Linked DNA regions of Drosophila melanogaster: region 2 is linked to region 1. The links are chromatin contacts, called in public Hi-C maps. All regions are on one chromosome and are shown on one strand. The core of a region is the stretch at or near the end of the contact, and the rest is flanking DNA. Distances in the headings are between cores, read along the strand shown.

Evidence for each region. A called contact is a pair of places that touch in the nucleus more often than the background predicts.
Region 2: a Hi-C map of the Kc167 cell line shows a contact between it and region 1, with 2.9 times the contacts expected there. The contact joins the promoter of lncRNA:CR44061 here to the promoter of lncRNA:CR45259 in region 1. A contact is called at or near these places in 14 of 107 Hi-C or Micro-C datasets (the Kc167 cell line, the S2 cell line, cellular blastoderm embryo and 7 more).

Annotation. Positions count from the first base shown.
Region 1 is chr2L:796,444-803,016 of dm6, reverse strand. lncRNA:CR45259 (long non-coding RNA:CR45259) reads right to left here and starts at 3,161. Exons shown (of 1, transcript NR_124009.1): 1 at 2,694-3,161.
Region 2 is chr2L:910,910-917,482 of dm6, reverse strand. It overlaps lncRNA:CR44061 (long non-coding RNA:CR44061), which reads left to right and starts at 4,178. Exons shown (of 1, transcript NR_073685.2): 1 at 4,178-4,502. GluRIIC (Glutamate receptor IIC) reads right to left here and starts at 3,397. Exons shown (of 11, transcript NM_134713.4): 1 at 3,204-3,397; 2 at 2,990-3,145; 3 at 2,868-2,930; 4 at 2,480-2,683; 5 at 2,214-2,425; 6 at 2,036-2,158; 7 at 1,733-1,975; 8 at 1,252-1,668; 9 at 830-1,201; 10 at 96-776; 11 at 1-16. The coding sequence starts at 3,285.

The sequences.
Region 1 (6,573 bases), core at 1,912-4,411:
GCTTTATCCCCGGCGGAGCGAAAGAAATCCGCTCGCCAAATGAATTGTTTGGCATTGTCGTGTTGCCGTCTTAAAACGGACCGTAATCATCTTAAGTTGCTCAAATGGGTTTGTTCATTTCGAGTGTTTTCGAACAACTTCAGAAATAAAGCGATTTCGGCGTAATGTTTGTCCGTTTTCCTTTGCTTAATTGGAGCTCCTCGGGGATCCATTTGGCCCACTCCCACGGCTGCCTGTCCCACGACGGTTCGAGGGCTTCTCGATTCATTAATCCATTTTATCGCAATGTTTGATTTTTCGAGCGTTTACTCGAGTCAACCAGTCACGTCAGTCTGGCTTAAATGCACTAAGCACTTTTTCATTTATATTTCTATTATGAATTCCTATCGCTACTCGATCACAGTCCAATTGCCATGCCAGCTCCCCGAATATTTCCAATAAAATAATCAAACCAATCAGGAATGCTAATCACAGCGTGATTATGGAGTTTAAAGTATGTTATGACTCGAAATCAATAGCTAAATAGGTTTTAAGCGCACTTTATCCCAGCTTTGGGGTCGCATTATGAATTAATGTAATTTTCTACTAAACGCTCGTTGTAATTTTCCCCTGAGTCCTTATCCTTTGCCACCTCAAATTATGAGCTCCCCAAGGAATCTGTGCAATATTTATGATTCGCCGCCCCTCTCCACTTCAGTTTCGAAATTTAATTTGAATTATCGTCGAAGGTGAAAATGTAGTTGTCAAAGCCAGACAAGACGTACAAGTGCAAAAATCGGACCCGCAGAGGCCTTTAAAGTGCTCCACCGGGTGAAGGATTCCGGATTCCTCCCCTACGATACCCTTTAAATTTTCGTGTGTGAGAGAAAGGAAAATAATTGAGATGTCGGTAGAAATGTAAGTGGACTTTTATTGACTGTTTTCCTGCTTGGCTGGCTGACTGAATGGCCGGAGGGACAAGGTCTGCTCCTCCCTTCCACATGTCTGCCCACATCCTTCGTCCTTCGTCCTCTTTCGGTACCTTCAGTTGCAGCATGCAATGTCCTCTAGCCCAGATATCTGTGCAATATCTCATTGCGGCCGCAACAAATGGCGTGCATCGCCTTTGTCTTCGATTGGAAGGTGAAAAATGTGCTGCCGGAAAATCGATAGCTTGACTTGCCAGCCGTTTTCCCTCGCACCACCCCTCCTCTACTCTGATTGGCTTGGTGCGGCTCTTTAAGATTGGCCTTCAGCCTGCTCCATGCTCACGTACCAGTTTATGCTAATAACAATAACAGCGAAAGCGATGCCAAGCTAGGAAGGATATGGCGATACCTGTTATAGTAACTCGATTCCCTTGAATAGTTGGAATAGTTGGGTAGTCTAATCGACGATTACAAGGCTGTGCTATCAAAGGGAGAAGCGTCGCTGGGAAAAATATATATTTAAAAATCATGTGGCACAACTTAAAGCGCACACTTTACCACTTGTTGCATGTATAGGTATACCTTCAGGGGCATAGAGTATATAGAGACTGAAGAAGGGCAGCTGAAATGGGTAACTGAAGACAGGAATTGCCGTTTTACCTGCCACGTCGACCACATCGACGACGTTGTCGCAGTCCCATTGAGCGATATTGTAGTCGTTCCAGTCCCGGTTCTGGTTCTCGACCCAACGCCACCCATCTCCTTCTACCTGATAACCCGAGGGTCCTCCAGCGTTGTCGAGTGGCTAAGTGGGTGGCTGGGGTTTCGGGGCTGCGGTTAAATTGCGTCAAGCATATTTGACATTTTATTATATAGGTTACAACGCAATATCGCCAGAAGTTGTGGGCCCGGCACACATGTGTTGCCGCTTTTTTTGCGGGCCCGTGATGACTTCAAGTGTTTTTCATTAACTGCTTGCTTATGAATATTAAATTAAAACTGCCATTCGGCTGGGCAATAGCAGAAAACAAAGACGGAAAACACAGCCTGGAGCACCTGAAGGTCGAGGAAAGCCGCTTAGGAGATGGAAATGGAAAACAATGTCTAAGACGTCGCATATTAAAAGAGCTACCCAAAAATTGAATTCTGCGCCAGACCGGAATAAAGCTGTTTGACGTCGCGACGCGAATTCAATTGCAGCTTTAAGGTCCTTCACTTCTCTTTTCTTTCTTGGCTTTCCCGGCAAGCGAGAGCAAATGCAGCTCATGAATTTCAAATGAAATTAAAAACGTGTTCGCTAAAAATAATAATGCTGGAACAACAGCAAAGGAAACAGAATATCGTGGAAGTCGGAGCAATAGTTGCATCCACTTGCAAGCGCCTGAAAGGAGGTTTAAAAGCGGGGACTTGAAGATTATTCCGCAGCACGACAGGATTTAGTGATGTAAGCTCGAATGTTTCCCTGTTTCTCCATCGATTCCCGCAGTCTGTCCACAATTAACTCTGGGCAATGCTGAGTTCGGACTATTCCGAGGAGGAGGAGGAGGAGGAAGGCAAGGATGCGGCAAGGACTCCATGTTGCCAGCTGCTACAACATGTAAACACATCGGTGCCATGAATGCTCGACCGACTGCAACTGGCATTCGCAGGGAAATGCGAGATGGAATCGTGACTTTGGGGCCATGAATCAGAATACTTGGATCATTTTAGTACGGGATTTCCAATTTTTAGTAGAGTTTTAAAAAATAATACCAACTTTGGTTTTATCATCAAACTCGCATTTTTATTATCGAACTTTAGTATGCTCTCAGATTTGCAGTCAAATTTGCCTTGCTATCGCCACTGTGCTTTTTCTCATTTGAGGACTTGAATTGAGAAATTTTCTGGCTTGCCACGCCCCTGGCCCCAAACGCCCCTCTTAAGACTCTGGAGGCAACTTTTCTGTTACTTCAAAATTTTCCAGCTTTCTTCGCGCGCCGCCTGCGTCGAATGGTTGATTTCTGTGTCTGTATGCCTGCTTTTATGTGCGTGTTGTGGTCGCTCCAATTTATAAGGCCAACCGCAAATTACCCCTCCCGAAAGCCACGAAACTCCCGAAAACGCCAGCAGATGCAGATGCACAGAGACAAATAATAACCCATTAAAATGTTAATGGGCCCAGGTGCACTTTCTCCCGGCAGTTGGGTCACAGCATCTGTTACCTAGGAATAAAAACAGTATTAATGAAATCTTTTGTTTTATACTCGAGAAGTTTAAGCCAAGGGTTTGTTGACACGCCCGTTTTAAACAAATAGCATATACTAGAGTATAGTATTTTTCCAAGTGCAGAAGTAGTAGAAAGTAGAAACAATGCAGTGTTGCCTTTGAATTTGCAGCTCTTGTGTTGCATTTGCATTACCCGTGGCATTTGCCCTCTTTGCTCAGGACTTGGCATAATTGTCGCCACACGCATGAATATTTCAGAAGGAGCCTTCGAGGGTTTATGGACCGAAGGATGTGGGGCAGGCCAAGTGCGAGAACCAAATCCAACTGAGTGCCCCTGCCAGAGTTCTGTCTCGAAACTTTTTCGGCATAATAATTCATGGCCCGACTGCCTTGGCCACAAATTCCAAATGCAAAATGCCGATAATTGGCACTCCTCGCCCTGCCAGCGACAAGTTTTCCCCTGTTTTCCTGCAAGTGCTGCGCAGCCAGTCGGAAAATGCATTCAGACCCCCTTTCGCCGCCCGATTTGCACTCAATTGTGATGTTTAGTCGCTCGTTGTCACAGGCACAATGCTCCACTTCCACCGCCTCCACTTTCAAAGCTCACAGACACAGTGGTCGATGGCACGATGGCTTCGAGGACGAAGTCTTGGTGAAAGGTCCTGGCTTAGCACTAAGCGTACGAATGCTCTTTGAACTCTGATAACTATTACACGCAGTATTCCCAAGGGCTTTGCTTCAGAATACAGCGTTACATACTTTTTAACACCTGTGTGTGTGATTTTCCAATCAATTAGCACAACTTTTGGGGAATCCCAATGCAGAGCTCGATTTTGTTGAGTATGTTATTTTACTTATTTTAATATATGCAAATCCAACCTCTTGCCACCAAGTGTGCAGTAGAAGTTCGCTCCTAAGCCGCCAAATCCCTGCCCAGAATCCCTGAATTGGAAAAGCCAGCCACTTTTAGTCATCACTGTGCAGTGGTGTGAAAAACAGTGTTAGCCCGAAGGCGTGGAATCATTCCGCCCCCATTTTTCAGGCGTAATTAGCCGCAAAGTATACTGTTTGTACACTGGTCGTCGCTGGTCCCCTCGCCACTTGGAGTGTTCTAATGCCTTTACACAGGGAGAAAATCTTATTATATTGGCATTGATAAGCTTCGGCATTACCTGTCAACATGGAAATGATACTCCCACAAATTGCTCAGCTTATCTGCCAGCAGAGTGTCGAACACAATTTGATTATGTATGAATAGATAGCCTTTGCTGCTGCTGTTTGTTATCCAGCCCGCCACTTGTTTCGATGTGTCCTCGCCCGAAAAAGCACTTGCCCCGGCCCAAACCGAATCACTTGCCCTAACATGCCCATTGATGGCTGCTCACATGAGCAGACAACTCAAATCGCTCGATGGCCGCACAATGCAGCCGGCCAAACAGAAACAGCAACTCAATTGGGGGGAGCAGCTCCAACTATTACAAAGGCATTGCTGACGTTTTTGCCGGCAGCCGGACGGCAGGACAGCTGTACAGCTGGACTCCTGTCCCTGGATGGAGGGAACCTGCTGGTCCTGCAGGTCCTGCCCCCAGCGAGAGTGCAGCTGTGTGGGTGTGTAAAAAATACCACAATTTCAATTTCAAAGTATCCTTTTAGTCAAAAGGAAATGACATTTACGCGCTTTGTTGTGGTTTGCCCATGCATAAAACATTTTTAGTTTAAATTTTTTATGTCCCGCCCACTCATACTCACCCCCGCCCAGCCACGTGCACCCCAGCCTTTTTTTTCCGTATTGACGCACTTGCCGCTGCTGCAGTGGGCGTGGCAGCGCCTGAGGGGCGGCACATGTTTGTGCGAAAAACCCGGGTGTTCCGAATCCAAAGGAACCGAGTGTCGAGAACCGGAGGGAAACCAACCACACACAAAGCAAGGCGGTGGCGATGGCGATGGCGATGGCGATGGCAATGCGATGACGACAACTGCAACAGCAGCTTAAATCTGCGACTGCGAGGAATGCGAAATATTTATGAAAATTAAATTCTCCTTCGAAAGCAATGAAACTGGCCTTGGATGGTGAAGGGTGGAGAAAGTGGTTGGCTCTGCTCCTTCCAGGCTGAGTCAATAATTATGCTCGGTACTTGGGGAGCTCGTGCTGTACACTTCCTTATTTGATTTAAAATAACATTTGTATAGCACTCGGTGCAGTGGATTGGTTTAATTGTAAGGTAAACACGCAAACAAATGAGTTTTCGGCCTAACCGAATAGAAAGCTATAGAAAGCTGTTCTTTTTTCGACCAGCTAAGTGGAAAAGTTTCTTTCGATCTGCTGGGTGTTTCGCCGTTTCTTGTTCTAACTATTTCTACACCTTTAGAAGTCGTGGCTCGCAGAATCTGCAGTTTGGTGTGGCAACAATGAGTGCAAAAATCAATGCACAGCTCCGGGTTTTTTCCCGCCCCTTCCTCGGCGGGATGTCCTGCCAAAGCAGTGCAAATGCGCTTCCTGCTTCCTCCAGAGACTCTGAGAATCAGTGGGGCCGTGGAGGTGCGGCTGACATTTGTTGAATATCAACAGGAAATGCAGTGAATAAACACGTCGAGTTGTCGATTCGTCGATTTCATGAGTTGCATTGTGAGCTGCGGGCTTGCCATCGCCTCCGTTGTCATTGCGAAGCCTGCACGGCGAGAAAAGAGTTGTCCTGGGGTCTGCAATTCCATGAATTCTTGAGTTATCCTCCAGCCTTGCAGGTGAGAGATTGTTTTCAGTGCACCGGAAGTGTGTCCGAGGAGCGGAAGAGGTGAGGGCAGTGCGGATGAGACGTCCGTGCATTCAATTCGATGCGATTCAGCTCGAATCTCCTCGCCATCCATTGGACTCGATTCGATTCGATTCGATTCGATTGAGTTCTATGCGAGGCGATATTTGAATTGAATGGCGGCGGAAGTCTCCTCCGGGCGACGGCCAGCAAATAATGCCAAATGCATTTTCGATGAGTGAGCAGGGCAACAACAATTGGAGGCTCTGCACAAATTTGCATTGCAGCCCGTTGCGTAATTGCATTCGTCAAAAAATGAACGGCCAGTGGCATCCATTCGTTTGTCCGCTCATATTCATTGGCACGCTCATGAGCCGGGCAATCAAATTAAATTCCGGGCTAAAATGTTTTTCGAGCCCCCAAATTGAAGTTGAGCGTCGAACGTGGGCAATCAAAGTCTCCGTTTTTCGGTTACATTTCAGCTCGGCCATCACCTCCATAAGCCATCATATTTTGTCCGTCCGTCCGCCCGTTCATCCGTCCGTCGATCCATCAGGCAGTCAGTCAGTCAGTCAGCCAGCCAGTCAGTCAATCACTCGAATCGTTTTCGTTTGCGTTTCGTTTTCGATTCCAATCAATTTGTTTGGCATTTTTGGCTGCCAGTTTTTCCCCTTTCCACATCCATTTTTTTTCGCCTGCAAACGCTTTTT
Region 2 (6,573 bases), core at 2,929-5,428, 110 kb before region 1:
CGTCCTTAAAAGTGAGCTGTGAAAAATATTCGACACGTTTTAATATGTTCAGCATCGATTATCTGATTGATCAGATCAATTGAGATAAGCCTCACCCTTTCTTCCAAAGCCACTTGCTGCACGTAGACCAAAAACTCCGTAATGCCGATGAGAAAGGCAATCAGGATTCCGGCGTAGAGCGTGTAGAATATGCCGCGCAGCTCCTCGAAGGTCATGTCAGGAGTGGCATCGGGATCGGGTTCCTCGAAGCAGCTGGCATTCGGGTTCTTCCACCACTTTTGCTTGAGATCGTACAGCTCACCCCGCTCACTCAGCTTCAGGATGGCCACACTCAGGTTGGATCTGTACTCAGCCCCAAAGGGAACCGCAATGGCGTAGTGCTTCTCCCCGAACTTTTCTCCAACGGAGCGCAGGTCGCAGTTCTGCTCGCGATGGTACTCCAAGGTGGTGGTCTCCATGAGGAACATGTAGTCCCCTCGATTCTTCCGCACGCGGTCAACACCTTCCAGATTGTCCTTTGTGTAGGCGGATGGGTCGTCGTTGTTCATGAGATTGAAGGCCAGGCGATAGACGGTCTCGTTGGAGTCAGCCAGGAGATTGTACGTACTCCCGCCGTAGATGGTACCGAACTTCACTTTCTTCTGGGCACTCAGATCCTTCAGGTTGGCTATGCTGCCCTCCATTTTGGAGCTGGTCAAAAACGCAGCTAAGTTGGCCGTATAGGAGTTGGCTATGATGATGGCAAAAATCCACCACGTGGCCTCAAACATTCGCACCTGAAGACAGGCTAGTTGTAGTGTTTCGTAATGGGCTCATTTTGGAGTCTCACCTGTGGACTTCTCGGTAGAATGTCGCATCCTGCTGTCATGATGGAGGCCACAGTCAACCAGCCAGTATTGTGGATGCGCCACTGATTCTCGAGTACCTCGGGATCCCGATTGCACGGATGTGGGTTCTCCCAGTCCATTTTGGAGATCCTCGCTACTATGGTCTTGAGGAAGGTCATTACGAACACGGATATGAGAATCCAGATCCAGACTTCTCCCCCAAAAGGTGCCAGGTATGCATCGAGTGTCTTTTCCACATGCGGACTTTTGTATGCCAGGATACTGACACCCAGCTGCATAAAGGGCACTGTAAAATCCACAGCGGTCTTTCGCGCTTGGGTGATGGTCAGGTCGCAGATTCCCATGTGTGCATCCTAAGAAAGCAGTTGATATTACATCCTGAGCACTCGTCCTTACCACTTACATTATTGATTATCTCGCCAATGATGCCGTTCCACTGCTTGGTTTCCTTGTCCAGTTTTCCGTACTGCTGATCAGCCACGGGAACGAAGACGTACTCGAATCCCACGTGTCTGGCAATGGCGTCGATAAGGTCCACGGCATATCCTTGATAGAGGGCGTTGCCCGTCAGATTCAGCTCCCTCGCAGTCTCGTTGTACGAGAAGTATGGTGGGCCAATTCTGGTGGCCACCCGGTAAATCATCTTCTTCTGCGCCTTGACGTCCACATTGAGCTGCGTTATCTGACCCCGAGGGTCCCAGATGGCTATGCCAATGCCGTCCAAGGGGTCGTAGACCTCGATGTTGAACGTTATCCGCTGTCCATCCTCGTCGAACTGCAGGATACTTGTCCGAAAGTTCGTGTTGTTCACGCCGGAAGTCTGCAACACACACCTCGCAGATTAACGTTTCGATTCCTCGGTTTATGCGGAAAGTAGTTCTTACCCCTTTCATGAGGCGTGCCAGATAACGCCCCATGGCCCAGGTGCGACCTCCGGATGCGGCAAAGTCGCAGGTTATTCGCGGCACCACCATCCTGTCCGGGTAGAAGAAGCTGGCATTGCGCCAGGACTGCGCAAAAAGCTGCAGTGCATCATGTATCAAGTCGTGGATGAGGGTGCGAGGCGGATCGCTGCTTTCGTAAACGATGTTGTCCCTTTGGGTGACATATCCGTAAGGTAGGGAGTACTGCGAAACCAAAATGAGTTAGTGTGCCCAAGGGAATAGGGCTTTGTCTGCTTCATTTACCGGCGGAGGATCGGGATTGACCAAAAGACGAGCAGCAGTTATGTTCACGGCAAATGTTTCGTTATCCGCCGCTAGTTCCTCCAGATGATCGGTGTAGGTTTCCAGGTTCGTCAGGAATATATGCTGTTTTAAAGTTTATAAAAGCTGTTTCTCTTAGTGGATCCCATGGATTACTCACATTGTACTGTCCAGTCAGACCGAACTCAGTGGAGGAATTCAGAAGCTCCACCAGCATGTTGGGCTCACAGTCCAAAACCACTCGCCGCTCGCCCCGTATGCTCTTCCACATGACCCGGAAGTCGTCATCCTTGTGGAACTTTCGCACCCGCACCACATCATTGTGAACCTCTCGCAGCTGCAGAAGATCCTGCAGTCGAGCTGCTGCCCTGGCTGTGGGAAGTTCGTCCTGGATATAAACAAATTCTCTTGAATGCTCCTACTCACCATCGTCCGCATCGTAGACAATGGTGAACTTGCGCCACCCAAAGTTTTGTACAATATCCGCGTAGGCCTTGGACAATATGGCCTGGGCCGGGTAGAGGTTAAGGGTCATTTGGTGGTTGGGCTTCTCGGCCTGAATGCCCTCGTCCGATATGTCGAACTCTATGTGCGGAATGCCGGTACTATTGCACACCAAGGCCACAATGTCTGCAAAAAGAGAGTAGAGGTCTGCTCATTAAACAGATGATATGATACCCATGACGAATACGCTCTGTTGGCAAACAAATCTGGGAGATGCCGTCAAAGTTTTCGTCGATTTTCTTGTGCCCAATTTTCCTCGCGTTCTATTTTGCTTTCGCGTTCTACACAAGATTTTCCCGCACTCTCTTACCGCTCGCCGCCTTTGAACTTGGTCCGAAAATAGCCGCGACACCATTATCTATGAGATCGCAGGCTGAAAGCGAAAATATGTTCGAGTTATTTGGAATAGAGTGCGTGGATGGGTGGACTCACCATGTTCCTGCATTGTGACACTCCCATCCTCGGGCTTCAGGCGCTTTATGAGCGGATAGAAACGCATCGTCTGTTCCGATTCAGGTCCATTGATGGCATTGACCACCGTCATGAACTCTTTCTCCAGCTCCAGCTCATCGTCGTAGAAGAAGGCGCCTGCGGGTTGCACAAAAAAGTAGGTAGCTGCTTTTTCCCACTCCTAACCACAACTCACCAATGTTGATTTGTTGCCCCCGGCTGCGGCACATGAAAAATGCACTCCACATGCAGCCGAGCAAAAGTATGCGCTGCCACATGCCTGCTTCTCTGGAATTCCCACCGAACATCTGTGGCCAGCGGGCTGAGCTATTTCCGGACAGTTCTTTTTTCATGCGAGCACACGGGCTGGCGATTCCATGGCAACTGGGAAAGCTCTTCGGGCCATTGGAGATCGAATGCGACAAGTGGAGATCGGAGATCAGCTGACTGGGAAAGCTCTGTCAGCTGACATGCTGTACTATATAAGATTCTAAGCAAATATTTCCAATATTTAATTTAGTTTTGTTTAGCTGACGAAGGATCAGCGATTGGCTCCCCGTGGAGCAGAGACCATTAAAGCCGGACACGGTTCAATCAGCCGCAGTCTTTCACCCACGAGCGGAGCTCCCGGTTCCAGGTGCTCCATTGAAAGGCGATGAGGTGTCAATTTTTCATGGCAACCAGACGACAGCGAAGGCCTTCCAGCCATCTCCTTTTGGGGGATTTGCATAAAGGGAGCATTCGGCATTCAGCCGAGCGTACTTTTAATGGCTGGGGACTACATACAACAATATAGCCGCTGGTGTCATTTTAGCCTTTGCCCTGTGTGTGTTTGCTCAAAGGATTTTGCGGATGCGGAACACGTTTCGTGTTTTAGCCCGGCCACCTTTTGTCGAAATTTGAATAATTCCCAACCAGAGTGCGGAGGTAGGTGAGTCCCGGCCAACCGTTAATATTCATTTGCGGAGTGGGCAAAAAGCCAAATATTCAATATGCCTCGAGTCAGGCTGCTGATGATGATAAATGCTCATCTGGGCAGGGCGACTATTCCGAGTATTGAATACGTAGCCCGGTTTGTGCCATTAGCGTGGAATTTCCCGATCTTTCTTCTCCTTTTCGATTAAACTTTGCCCGGAATTCGCTGGCCGTAATCAAGCCAAAGCCAAGAAGTAAGCAAAAAAAAAAAAAACAGCCAGAGCAAAGCACTTACACAACATTTTCTATTACACGAAATATTTATGGTTATCATGCGGAGGCAAAAACAGGGCCACCTATGAACACAGAGTGGAAAGGAATGCCCTGCAGCTGGCCAAAGGAGCTGGCAAAACCGAAACCCACACCAAATGCGCACTCTGGTCCACAGCAAAGCTCACCGAACAGAGAACACAGAACACAGAACACACAGTACGGCACAACAAATCCAAATCCTGGCCACAACAGCAGAAGAATCTGCAAAACTTTTGCTATGCTGGCTAGGTAGTAAGTAGTCAGGGACATGGGCGGGGCATTACGTTGCTCCCTGGCTGGTGCAAAAAAAGTTTTAATACTTGCCATAATGTTGCCAAAAGGATTATCCAAAAGAATGACTTTTAATGGAGACAGGAAGTAAGCGCATAACAGACAGAAGTATTAACTGTTTCCTTCCGCTTGTTGGGGAGTTGGAGCTCCTCCTGCTCCTGTCCCTCCAGGAGGATTTCTCCTGGAAGGACGGCGAACCTCCGCACACATATTTACAAAACTGTCAGCTCCTAAGCGCTCCTCTCCGGAATCCTCCGGTGCGTGTCCGCATGTGTGTTTGCTTGGCCGGGCTTGTGGCACGTAAGCTGTGCGGAAATATTGCAACATCCTCATAACGGGAGACTCCAGTCTGAGTCGCTGTCTGGGGCTAAATGGCTCACCACGATTACCGCCACATTCCAGAGGGTATTACTATTGCCTCCAGAAGTTTGCCATCATCCAAAAGATCATTCTACATACTTTTAAGGAAATACAATTTTGTTTATAGCCCAACTATTTGTACATACTTAATTTGAAATATTTGTATTTTAATAGAATGTTCAATATTGCCTGCTAGAGTATTTAGAGTATTCGATTTCATTTATATTTTCATTTTCCCTACTACTTTCGGCTTTCGGAGAGTACTTTTCTTAGCCGGGATTTGCGATGTGGGATTTTGTAGAATAGGCGGTTGGTTGCCTTCGTCAATGATTGCCACTCGGTGCTCCGAGGTATTTAAGCTGGGAGCTGTAACCTTTCCTCTGCGAGTTTCCAATATACTTTACTTTGGTCTCATTTTGCATTTTAATGAGTTTGCCTGAAATATGAGACGCCATGGTGAAAAACTGGGGCCAGAAAAAAACGGAGCGGCGATGACAACAGCGGGCGCCATAATTTTGCATCCTTCGCCTCGTTTGTTTTTTTACCAGCCCGCACTCCTTTCCTTTCCCTGGAACTCGCCGTGTTTTCCTTGCGATTCCTTGCCCTAAGTCGGCTTCATCGTCGTGTCCTGGCTGCAGGATATTGCTTTAATTGAAATTTATGCTAAATAGATTGACACTAATGAGCAATGGCTCCCGCTCCGGCTGCTTTGCCAGCTGCCGGCCAGGTAATTCCCGGCAAGACTATCTGCATAATTAAATTGCTTGGCGAAGGCGCTCGCTGGCTAATGTCAACCGAATTATTATTATTATTTCAGCATTTCTATATGAGCCGATCCCGATCCCCATTTGCATACCAGACCGTGGCTCCAGCCAAGTGCCACCAGCTGACAAATGGCTCAAGTTGTGGCTCTTCCGCTGCCGCTGAGTGCTCCACTTCCGTTCCGGATGCGCCTTCTGCGACATGTGTAGCTGAGAGCCAAGGGTCTCCACGTAGATTCATTGCAGAATCGACGCCCCACAGAAGAAGAAAAACAGCTTAGAAGGTCACTAGGACCAAATAAATGAATTCAATCAGAGACTCAGGCTCTCTTAACATGCGAATTCTTCAGTATTTAAACGGCTAATTACATCGCATTTTAAGCCAAAACACGAACTTATGAACCTATGACTTAACCATACATGAAAAAACAATACCACCTGCACAATTTCTTTCAGTGCAACTCGCTATGGATTTCCCCTCACATTTATTGCTCTGCTTTGGTGACGGAAATGAGTTTTTGTCGTAAACTTTTATGGCAATAAACGTCGCTTGTTAGTCCGTTTCGCCAGCCCCCCCAAAACCCCTAGCCCATCACTGCTTTTCTCCCCGCCCCTTGGCACTTACGCACTTGGCACAGAAATCATAGCCTGGCTCGAACAGAATAAACATATAAATAGCTGCAGAGCCAAGAATGGTGTCGTTGTTTTCTACGGCGCGTTACACATTGCCGAGCTGCATGAAAATAGTTGGCCAGCAGGGCAGGATGAGGTGGATTCCAGATCCTGTGACCATTTTCCATTACATTTGCCACGTCACGGCACATTTCTCTCGCATGTATACCACTCTAACCGGAGTCTATGGCAGCTCCCTTCCGCTTCCGGTCCACCGTCCACCATCCTCGCTCCTCTGTTCCCCATTCTCGGTGC